2 separate regions of the Sus scrofa genome follow, and region 1 is linked to region 2. Evidence: chromatin contacts called from public HiChIP or PLAC-seq data. All regions are on one chromosome and are shown on one strand. Each heading gives the region's core, a stretch centred on a gene start, on an enhancer-like site or on the middle of the called end of the contact. The rest is flanking DNA. Distances are from core to core; before and after follow the strand shown.

Region 1 (5,065 bases), core at 1,479-3,978, 140 kb after region 2:
CATGCAACGCCCTCCGCCTGAAACACTGCTAATGCTTTCTGCTCCTTGTCTGCTTTCAGTCCTCAAATCTGAGCTGAAAAGTCTTCCTTGACACCCTAGATGAGGTTAAATACTCCTGTTACTTTTTGTCTTTACTCATCTCCTTGGATAACACTCACCACACCTATTATTGCTGGGTGATGTGTATCTCTTTCAGTACTGGATACTCTTTGAGAGCAAGCATCTGCTTTGCCCACTGTCATCCAAGCGCTTGGCACTCAGCACATGCCCAACAAATATTTGCTCAGTGAATGAATGGGTAACGTCATGGCCCTTGAGTGATTTCTGGACCACACCTCTAGGACTTCTTGGCCTTACATCACAGGACTCTTTTAGCTCTACTTCTGTCAGACACCCTCACCACGTAAACACTTTCTCTCCATTCTCTTTTGGACAACTGTGAAATGCGCCAACTCCTTCAAGAAATCTGCACAGCTCTTCTGACACCATGTCATTTTCTCACAATACACCTAGGACTAGAATGGAAATTATTATGTGTGCTCCTGGAATTCAAAAAAAAAAAAGAGTAGGAAAACGAAAACCTTCACTGTGTCACATGACCAACACCAACATTTTCAAGAGACAGGATGAGTTACAGGTATTTTAAAAGGAAAACAGAAGAAACAAACCACATTACCTGAAGTCTGGCCACGAGGAGGAAAACATTCTTAAAGTATTTTAAAAAACCTCTGGTTTGAAAGTGTACATCACTTTTGAATGGCATCTTGAGAACCTGTCAGTTTACTGCTTTACATGTTCACCTTTCATTGACACTGAATATACTACGTAGTTTACCCATTCTGACAAATTAAGCACCTTTTTGCTACTACACTGTAGAAAGAGGGCCCAGGGGAGTTCCCGTCGTGGCATGGCAGAAACGAATCCTACTAGGAACCATGAAGGTGTGGGTTCGATCTCTGGCCTCGCTCAGTGGGTTTAGGATCCAGCGTTGCCATGAGCTGTGGTGTAAGTTGCAGACGTGCCTCGGATCTGCCCTTGCTGTGGCTATGGTGTAGGCTGGCAGCTGTAGCTCCGATTACCCCTAGGAAACCTCCATATGCTGCGGGTGTGGCCATAAAAAAGACAAAAGACAAAAAAAAAAAAAAAAAAAAAAGAGAGAGAGAGAGAGAGAAAGAAAGAAGCAGGGCCCAGGAAGGAGGTAGCAGGACACAGAACAAACAAACAAACCAAAAAACTCCCCAAGAAATCTGAGTGACAGTTTCAGTTTTGTCAACTGATTCACAGGGCAAGCCTAGATCAGTTCTCTTTTAAACTCTGAAATGAAGTGTTTGGGGGAGTTCCCATTGTGGCACAGCAGAAAAACCTGACTAGTATCCATGAGGATGCGGGTTTGATCCCTAGCCTCACTCAGTGGGGTCCGAGACCTGGCGTTGCTGTGAGCTGTGGTGTAGACCACAGCCAAGGCTCGGATTCAACATTGCTCTGGCTGTGGTGTAGGCTGGCAACTGAAGCTTCGATTCGACCCCTAGCCTGGGAACTTCCACATGACGAGGATACGGCCCTAAAAAAATAAAATAAAATGAAGTGTTTGGTATAGATAATTGCCAAGATCTCTTCTAAGGAAAACATTTTCTTGCCGAATCAATTCACTGTTCATCACTTAGCAGAGATGACGTTGATGATTATGCCCCAAACTGTACAATTACAAGTAGTCACATGAAACCTGGTATTTGCCTATCAGTTTTAGGTTCGAGGGACATTTAAGAGAGTCTAAAACATGGTTCTTCAAAAACCTAAAAGCTAACATGTGTTTTGGAAAAGCCAGTTTTTGTGGTGAGAGTGCCTTTCAGAATGTGAATTTTTCCAGTAAATGTTACTCTCCTCCCACATTTGCTGGGCCCCCACACTGGATTTGGAAGGTGCGGGCTAAAAACCCACGAGCCTATAAAACAGAATGGTTCTCATGGCCACTCCCTTGATCCCTGCACCACATCTTAAACCATTCTGGAGCATGATCACTAAGCTCCAGAGGGCAGCTGAACCAGTGTCAGGGGACAGCGCAAAGGTCTGTACTACAGCAACATGCAGACACATCTAGGCTTGGTCAGTACTTCTGAGTAAGAACGACCTAGGCTTTCTACATGCCCAGTAAAGGTTAAAGAGATTCACAGTCGACCCGCTCGAGCAGGCTGGAAGCGCCAGTATAGGTCCCGGCACACCCTTGCTCCTAGTTTCAGAACCTGCAGACCCTATGGATTCCCGCCTAGGCTCTCCAAAGCCACCACCCACCTCTTCACGCCCTTGGGGATGACTGCCCCTGCCCCCGCCCCACAATCTCCAGTCAGCCCTGACCTCCTCGAACTGCTCGCCCGAGCAGCCGGCGCCACGAGCCTCCAGCACCTCCCGGAACTGCTCCAGGGTGACGGACTCCTCGCCGCGGCCCAGCCGTTCTTCCAGCCAGCGCAACAGCGCGCCGTGGTGCCTAGACACCAGAGACTCGCAGGGTGGGGTGGGCCGCAGCGCAGCCGCCGCCTCTCGCAGCCGAGCCGGCTCCAGCAGAGCCGCGGCCGGGGGCAGCGCCGGGGCCGCGGGGCCCGGGCCGGGGGTCGTGCCGGAGTCCGCGGCCCAGTCTTGGTGCGGGCTCCAGCCTTCGCCCCCGGCGGCTCCCGCCTCGTCTTCACTGCTGTGACTCGGAGCGTTCCCCATGGGGTTTCCGCCTCGGGCGCCCGGCTCGGCCGCCGCCGCCGCCTCCCCGCCACGACCTGTCAACCTCCGACGGCACCCGGCGGGCGGGGACGGGGAGGGGACGACGGCGGCGGCTGCGGCTTCCGGCTTCCTCGCCCACAAGCGAGGACTACTGTCGCAACGACGCCGTCAGGCGGACTCCACCGGCTGTCGTGAAACAGCTAACCGAGGACAGCCGGATTTCCAGGAGGGTGCGTCTCCAGTTATGTCTACGTCATCCCCCAGCCTCCTTTTGCCACCATCTTTGTTGGGGGCGGCAACTTGAGGGCCCAGAAAGCTTGTCGCTGCTCACTTTCTCGGTATCGTTCCACGTTCACTACCTATGCTGGTAAAGTACGAGAAAGAGTTGGAGCTAAGTAGTGACGCTTTTGCCAAAGACTTCCCTTTCCGTGGTCCCCTTAACGACAGGAGGACACGGGAGAGCGCGCGTCGCGCCGATGACGTTGCGGCGGCTCCTCCACCATCTTGGTTGTGGACGGAGGTGGCAACTTCGGAGCAGCGGAGGGGTACAGCTGTCTAAATGCCGAGGCTCGGCGGGCGTGGGCTCTGGCTGGGCCTGGCCGCGGCGGCGGTGGCGGCGATGATCGCTCGGCTGACAGGCTGGTGGAGTCCCCGCGCTGACTTCCGCCTTTTCATACCCGAGGAGCTGGCCCGCTATCGCGGCCGCCCTGGGGACCCTGGCCTCTACTTGGCCTTGCTCGGCCGCGTCTACGATGTGTCCTCTGGCCGGAGGCACTACGAACCTGGGGCCCCGTATAGCGGCTTCGCAGGTATTAGCCGGGCGGCTCCCGCCGTTTCCTGCTACGACGCGGGCGGGTTGCCGACTGCGTTTCATTCATTCACTCATTCATTCGTTCCTTCGTTTATTCATCTGCTTTTTTTTTTCCTACCCACATTTGTCAGACCACTTTGGGGGCCGTTCTCAGATACATCATCGTTCTGGTCTGTTTTGACTCTGGCAGGACTGTGGGCACCTGTTACCTGCCTCTGTCCTGTCTCCCCACCGCTCTTCGTGACTTAGGTTGAACAAATACATCTCTTGCCTGTTGTTCACTCTTTCACCGCCAGTAGAATACCTACTTTGTGCCACATTGCCTAGCTCTCAAGGCAGAGATGAGTGAGGCCCTGGCCCTGCCCTCAGAGTTGCCCTGCTGATTAATCATTTCTATAGTGTGTTCCAATCCAAAGTGACTTTTCTTTCACCCCACTCCAAATTTTCCCTAAGAAGCTTGAATCGTTCTTGCTTCTAGTATAGACGTACTTGTCTGCCTTCCTTGAAAAAGCTTATCAGAGTTCCCTGGTGGCCTGGTGGTTGAAGATCCCACTTTGCTACTGCTGTGGCTGGGGTCACTGCTGTGGTGCAGGTTCATTCCCTGGCCCAGGAACTTCTCAATGCAGTGAGCATGGCCAATAAATAAGTAAAATCCATCCTTTTTAAGAGAGTACAATTCAGTGTGTTTTTGTTTTCATTTTGGCTGCCTGGCGGCATATGTAGCTCCCAGGGCAAGGATCAACTCCAGCTGTGTCAATGGCCAAATACTTTAACCCACTGTGCCCAGAGGGGGATAGATCCTTTGTCCTGGTACTGCAGGAACATGGCTGATCCCGTTGCACCACTGTGGGAGCTCCATCAGTGGTTTTTAACATAGAAAGTTGTGCAAACACCACCACTAACTAATTCCAGAGCATTTTTTATCATCCCCCAAAGATACTCCTTATCTGTTAGGAGTCATTCCCCATTTCCTCCTACTATGCCCCTGGCAACAAATAACCTACTTTTTTTCTTTTTTAGGGCCACACCCACAGCATATGGAAGTTCCCAGGCTAGGGGTAGAATCAGCTGCAGCTGCCAGCCTTTGCCACAGCCACGTCGTGGAATCTGAGCCACATTCGTGATCTATGCTGCAGCTTGTGGCAATACTGAATCCTTAACCCACTGATCAAGGCCAGGGATTGAACCTGCATCCTCATGGATACTAGTCGGGTTCTTAACCTGCTGAGACATAACGGGATCTCCTATTTGTTTTCTTTTTGATAATAGCCATTTTGACAGGGGTGAGGCGATATCTCCTGACTTTGATTTTCATTCCCCTAATGATTAGTGATGCTGAGTATCCTTTGGGAAAAATGTCTCTTCATGTCCTCTGCCTTTTTCTTTTTCTTTTTGGCCACTCCTAGAGCATGCAGAAGTTCCCAGGCCAGGGATCCACAGCAATAACTAGAGCCATGACAAAGCTTAACTTGCAAGATTTTTTTTGGGGGGGGTGGGGGGGTTGATGTTGAGTTATATGAGTTCTTTGTATATTTTAGATACTAACCC
Region 2 (4,877 bases), core at 695-3,194:
TGCTCAGTGGCCAGGGCATCCCCCCAAAGAAACAACCAGAGGAAAGAGCGCAGGGGCGAACCAGAGGCTCCCTCCTCCCCAGCCAGCTTCCCCTCTGCTGGACTGATGAAGACATGGGGGCCAGAAAGGAGAAGGGTGTGGCCAGGGTAATGCAGGGCAACATCTGTGTGATTTGGGAGGCAAAACAAAGCCCCGGGTCTCCAGCTTCCCTTGGGAATCAGGACTCCCAAGCTGGAGGCCACAGAGGAGGCGCTGGAACCCCAGACCTGCTGCCCTGCCCTCTTGCAGCAAGGAACCCTCTCTGCCAAGTCACGAATGGGGGATATTAAATAATATTTATCTCCCTAGTTCCTCCCACAGCTCAACTAAATATAGCAACTAATTTTTTTGAAAAAGGATTTCTGCTCCAGAAAGATAATATTTATACAAGAGGTGGTTGTCATAAACCAATACAAAACCCAAAGCTCCCTTTTTGACAGCTCTTCGTAATTTTCAAGCCGGCACTGAGCAGTGAGACCCTCGCGCCAGAGAACCTTCCTTCTGGCTGGCTGGGAACCCGGAGAGGGTGAGACCCTGAGTCCTGAACGGATGCAGGTCCCGGCTGCACTCTGGGGATGCAGGCGACATTTCTCTCCCCGCCCCTAGCACTCTGCCCAGTGCCCTGGGGAGGGCGAAGGGGGTGGCAAATCCTGCCGGGAAGCAACTCGGGGAGGGAGTCTACATCTTCTACCCTCTCAGGGTCACACGGGGACGATGCTGGCACTAGCTGTGCCTCCTGGCAGGTGGGGAATCCCACACTCCTTTAAACATGACGAAGAAGGACGCTTTTCCCACCCCAAAAGCAACAGCGTGAAAGCTCCCTCTCCGCCCAGAGATGGGCAGGCGTGGCTCCAGGTCACCCAGGAAGGAAAGGCCTTCCAGGCAACTCCCCCAGTGAGGCCTTGAACCTGCCACCTCCCCCTACCCCCGCCCCCCGGAGGTGGGTCTCCCGCCTCTGCAGTTCAAAGCCCCCACCAACTCCCGCCAGCCACATCCGCCTGGGGCTGCAGAAAGAGGAAGACCTGGGGTGGGGGTGGAGGCCCCAAGGCTGCCAGCTGACAGTCTGCACCTTCTGGGTATTTCACTGAGTCCCCAGTGCAGGAGAGCCCTGCGGGGTCAGCTGGCAGGCTGCGCCTCAGGAATCCCTGGCTGGTCTGTCGCCAGCCGACCTGTGCGTGCACCTGCAAGATGCTGGCAGGGCGGGTGGCGGCGGCGCGGGGATGCAGCGCTGACGGCCGGTGGGGGTGAGCTAAGGCCTGCCCGAGTGGACGCGGACGCGGATAGAGGTGGGAAGCCCGGAAGGGCCTCACTGGTCCCTGGGCCTGGAGGGAGGAGAGCCGGGCGGGGGAGCGGGCGTCCGGTCTCCGAACCCGGAACCCGTACCCTCCTCCCCCGCCAAGGTGCCGCGCAGCCCTCCGGGAGCCCCAAGAGCATCTGCAGAGGTTTCCGGAGCCCTCGCTTCCTGCCCGCCCGCCCGCGGGGGCATATGGCTCGGAGGGGAGAGGACAGCTCCGCGGCCGAGGTGCCTGGGGGGAAACTGAGACTGCGGCGCGCGGGGCCCCCGCTGCCCCCGCCCGGGCCGCGCTCTCACCGTTGGGGCCGTAGCGCTCTCGCGCGCGTGTCACCTGCGCGGGGCTCAGGCCGCCCTCGGCCGTCACCGAGAAGCGACGCAGCACGTCCGCGGCCGGGAGCAGGTGCGCCTCCTCCATGCCGCCCGCCCGTCCGTCTGAGCCGTCGGCACCGTCCGGGCCGCCTCGCCGCGGGGCTACTGCGCGGGGCACTGGGGGCTCGGGCCCGGGCGGGCGCCGCGCGAGGCCATGACCGCGCTGGGACCTTCCCCGACGGCAGTGGCGGCGGCGGCAGGAGCCCGCGCCAGGATGCTGCGCCCCGGGCTCCCTCCCCGGGGCGGGGCGGCGCGGGGCCCGCCCCCGCACTCACACCCCTTCCGGCCGCCCTCGGAGCCCTCCGCCCCGCCCCCGCAACGCCCCTGGGCGCGGAGGTTGGGCTGCCCGCCCATTCCGCAGAAGGGGGAACTGAGGCCGCCCACGCACAGCTGAGGCTGGGGGAGCCGAGGCCGTGTGGTCCGGAAGGGCCTCAGCCGCTGTCCACCGAGCTGGCGGTGAGGGACGTGGGGTGCCGGGGCGGAGAACGGAAGGGAGCTGCAGAGCACTGGCCTCTGAGCGGCCTTCTTAGGCGCCCTCTTGGGTCCCGGGCGGTGGCAGAATGGACCTGTACGTAGTGGGGCTTCCTACCCCCCCCCCGACTCGAATTCTGCCAAGTGCGACTCTGGGTCTAGAGGGAACCCCCAAACCCTAACCCTAAGCAGGCCTCCTCTGGAGGAGATGACTTGATGTTTTCTTCTTTGGAAGTTTCTGGTTTCTTTATCGTTATCCTAAAGCCCAGCGATGAGCGGTTATTCCCCGCACAACCAGGACCTCTAACAATGAACCAGTATATACCAAAGTAAACCAGTCTTGTTACCTTAGACTCACCCTCACCTCAGCAGGAAATGTAGCTGCCAGGTGGGGTGGGGCTGCCTCCAGAAGCCTGAGGGTGTGGGGCCTCTGGCCAGGGCCCCCAGGGCCCCCATGGAGAGCCACTCTGGCCCAGGATAGGGAAGGGACTAAGGGGCTCCCACTGCAGTGCTCCCTGAGCTCCAGTCTGTCCAGGGGAGCCAGGAGGAGGGGCTGCAGGTCAGGGAAGCAAGCTGTGGGGAGGCGGAAACCACTCATCCTGCCAAAAGGAGGAGCGAAAGGCAGCAGTCTGCTCACACCCTCCAGTTTGAGAGACCCACCCCGTCTCAGGCGACCCACCATCTTCCCCCCAGCAGGTGGGCCTGTGCTGCCCAGGCCTCTGGGATTCACCTTGGTGGCACAAGGTCAGATTCCAGGATTGAGCTCCCTTAGCCTGCTGTTCAAACCGGACGCCTCGCAGCCCCAAAGCCTCCTCAGAGACGGGGACCGCACACATTCCCCCAGCACACAGGAGCCCCAGCATCCAGCCTGGCCACCTGCCGCCGACCCCTGCCCAGTGTCCCCCCAGTTCCCGATGTCTTGCCCCAGCCTGGGGCCATGGTCCTCCTCCTCTGTCTCCCCTCCCCCACGCCTCATTGCGCATGGACACACTCAGTGAGTTCTAGCCGGATGGAATAGTCCAGCCCTTTGCTGCTTGTGACAGGCCATCCAGACTGACTCCAGGGGCATCAGCTGGGGCTCAGCCTGCAGCCGTGGAGGCAGTGAATACTGGTCTTCTGGGGCTCCTTGCAACCTGACGCTTTAGATCTCAAGTCCCATATACCCCGTATTTCCGCGCTCTTCCTCCACCACTGCAGATGGCAAAGACAGCCCTACCGGTATCTCTAAGTTGCCAGGAGAACTGTTAGCCAGGACTTGGTGGGGACAGAGCCCTCCCCCTCCCCACAGGAGACCTCTCTCCCAGAGACATGAGGCCCTAGTCCCTCAAACAGCTGGAAAGCCCTTCCTGCTTCCCCACTTACACATCCTGGGGGCTGACTCCCCTTTGCCAGCCCTAGGGACCTTAACATTAAGCCTCTCCCCTCCACCCCACCTTCCGCTGTCAGTTGGTGTTTGCTCAAAGGTAGAGCCAGGCCTGCCTGTTTGCTCTGGCAGCCTGGCCTCTGTTCCCTTTCTCCAGCCCAGCCCGCCCCATGCTGCTTCCAAACCACCGCAGGCAGGGCCGACAGCTGTCGGCAACTCTGGCCCCCACCTGGCAGGTGCACACACCTGTCAGCAGGCCCACCTGCTCGGCTGCCCCCAGGACAACTGGGCATCCCTCCAAGCTCCCACAGACTCATGTACCTGCTCAGTTGCTCGTATGCCCCCATTGAGCCCTCTACCTGCACCTAGACAAACAGCTGGGGGCCAGGGTGACATGGCCCCAAGTTTGCTGTCCAAAGAGCTGGTCTGGCCTCCCCACCTCCCAGCTGCCAGGTACTGAGAGCCAGGTACTGAGAGCCACGTACTGAGAGCTCTTTCTAAATCCCCCACAGTGCAGATAATGGCAGAATTTATCACCTCCCCGGCAGGAGGCAGAGGGGCCGGGGGGAACATGGGGGGAAGGTAGGTGTTTGCTGGAAGGATTTGGACACATGAAGATGAGGGTGTTGCAGGCAGAGGCAAACCTCGGTTGTCTGCCAGGGACCATGACTCAATCCCTCAGCATGGCTGCATCATGAGAACGTGAACACAGGGACCAGGAAGGCAGATCGCAGAGGCAGGGCTGGGACCCTGAGAGCCCTGACTGACCATTTAATGGCCTGGCTTCTTCTTCTTTTTTTTTTTTTTTCTTTTTTTCATCTTTTTAGGGCTGCACCCACGGCATATGGAGGTTCCTAGGCTAGGGGTCAAATCAGACCTGTAGCTGCTGGCCTGGACCACAGCCACAGCATTGTGGGATCCAAGCCGTGTCTGCGACCTACACCACAGCTCACGGCAATGCCGAATCCTTAACCCACTGAGCAAGGCCAGGGATTGCACCTGCATCCTCCTGGATGCTAGTCAGATTTGTTTCTGCTGAGCTATGATAGGAACTCCAACCTGGCTTCTTAAACCGTGAAGATTCAAGGTCATATTTGCCTTCTAGAACAGTTTCGCCCCTGGAAGCCAATGTGGGGAAGGGGTTGAAGGGGAGAGCAGAGACTGAAAGGACCCCGCAATCGTTCTAAAGAAAAATGAGGAGATCTGGACCCAGGCAGATGGCAGGTCCTGGGCTGCAATGGATAGGTCCTGGTTGTGGCTTAGAATCAGGGCTGAGAGGAAAAGGAGGAGTGACAGCTGGTGGGCACGGGGATCAGCCCTGCGGTGGAGGAGAAGCAGGGT

Evidence for each region. HiChIP or PLAC-seq counts read pairs in DNA pulled down with a chosen protein or histone mark.
Region 1: a contact with region 2 is called in an H3K27ac HiChIP or PLAC-seq map of alveolar macrophages. The contact joins the promoter of ZZEF1 here to the promoter of ATP2A3 in region 2. A contact is called at or near these places in 1 of 5 promoter capture datasets (liver) and 1 of 2 datasets of contacts at active chromatin or transcription factors (alveolar macrophages).

The regions. Positions count from the first base shown.
Region 1 is chr12:50,152,530-50,157,594 of Sscrofa11.1, forward strand. It overlaps ZZEF1 (zinc finger ZZ-type and EF-hand domain-containing protein 1), which reads right to left and starts at 2,729. Exons shown (of 56, transcript XM_021067699.1): 1 at 2,353-2,729. The coding sequence starts at 2,706. LOC100520452 (neuferricin) reads left to right here and starts at 2,687. Exons shown (of 4, transcript XM_021067695.1): 1 at 2,687-2,936. The coding sequence starts at 2,705.
Region 2 is chr12:50,012,062-50,016,938 of Sscrofa11.1, forward strand. ATP2A3 (sarcoplasmic/endoplasmic reticulum calcium ATPase 3) reads right to left here and starts at 1,945. Exons shown (of 21, transcript XM_021067692.1): 1 at 1,631-1,945. The coding sequence starts at 1,748.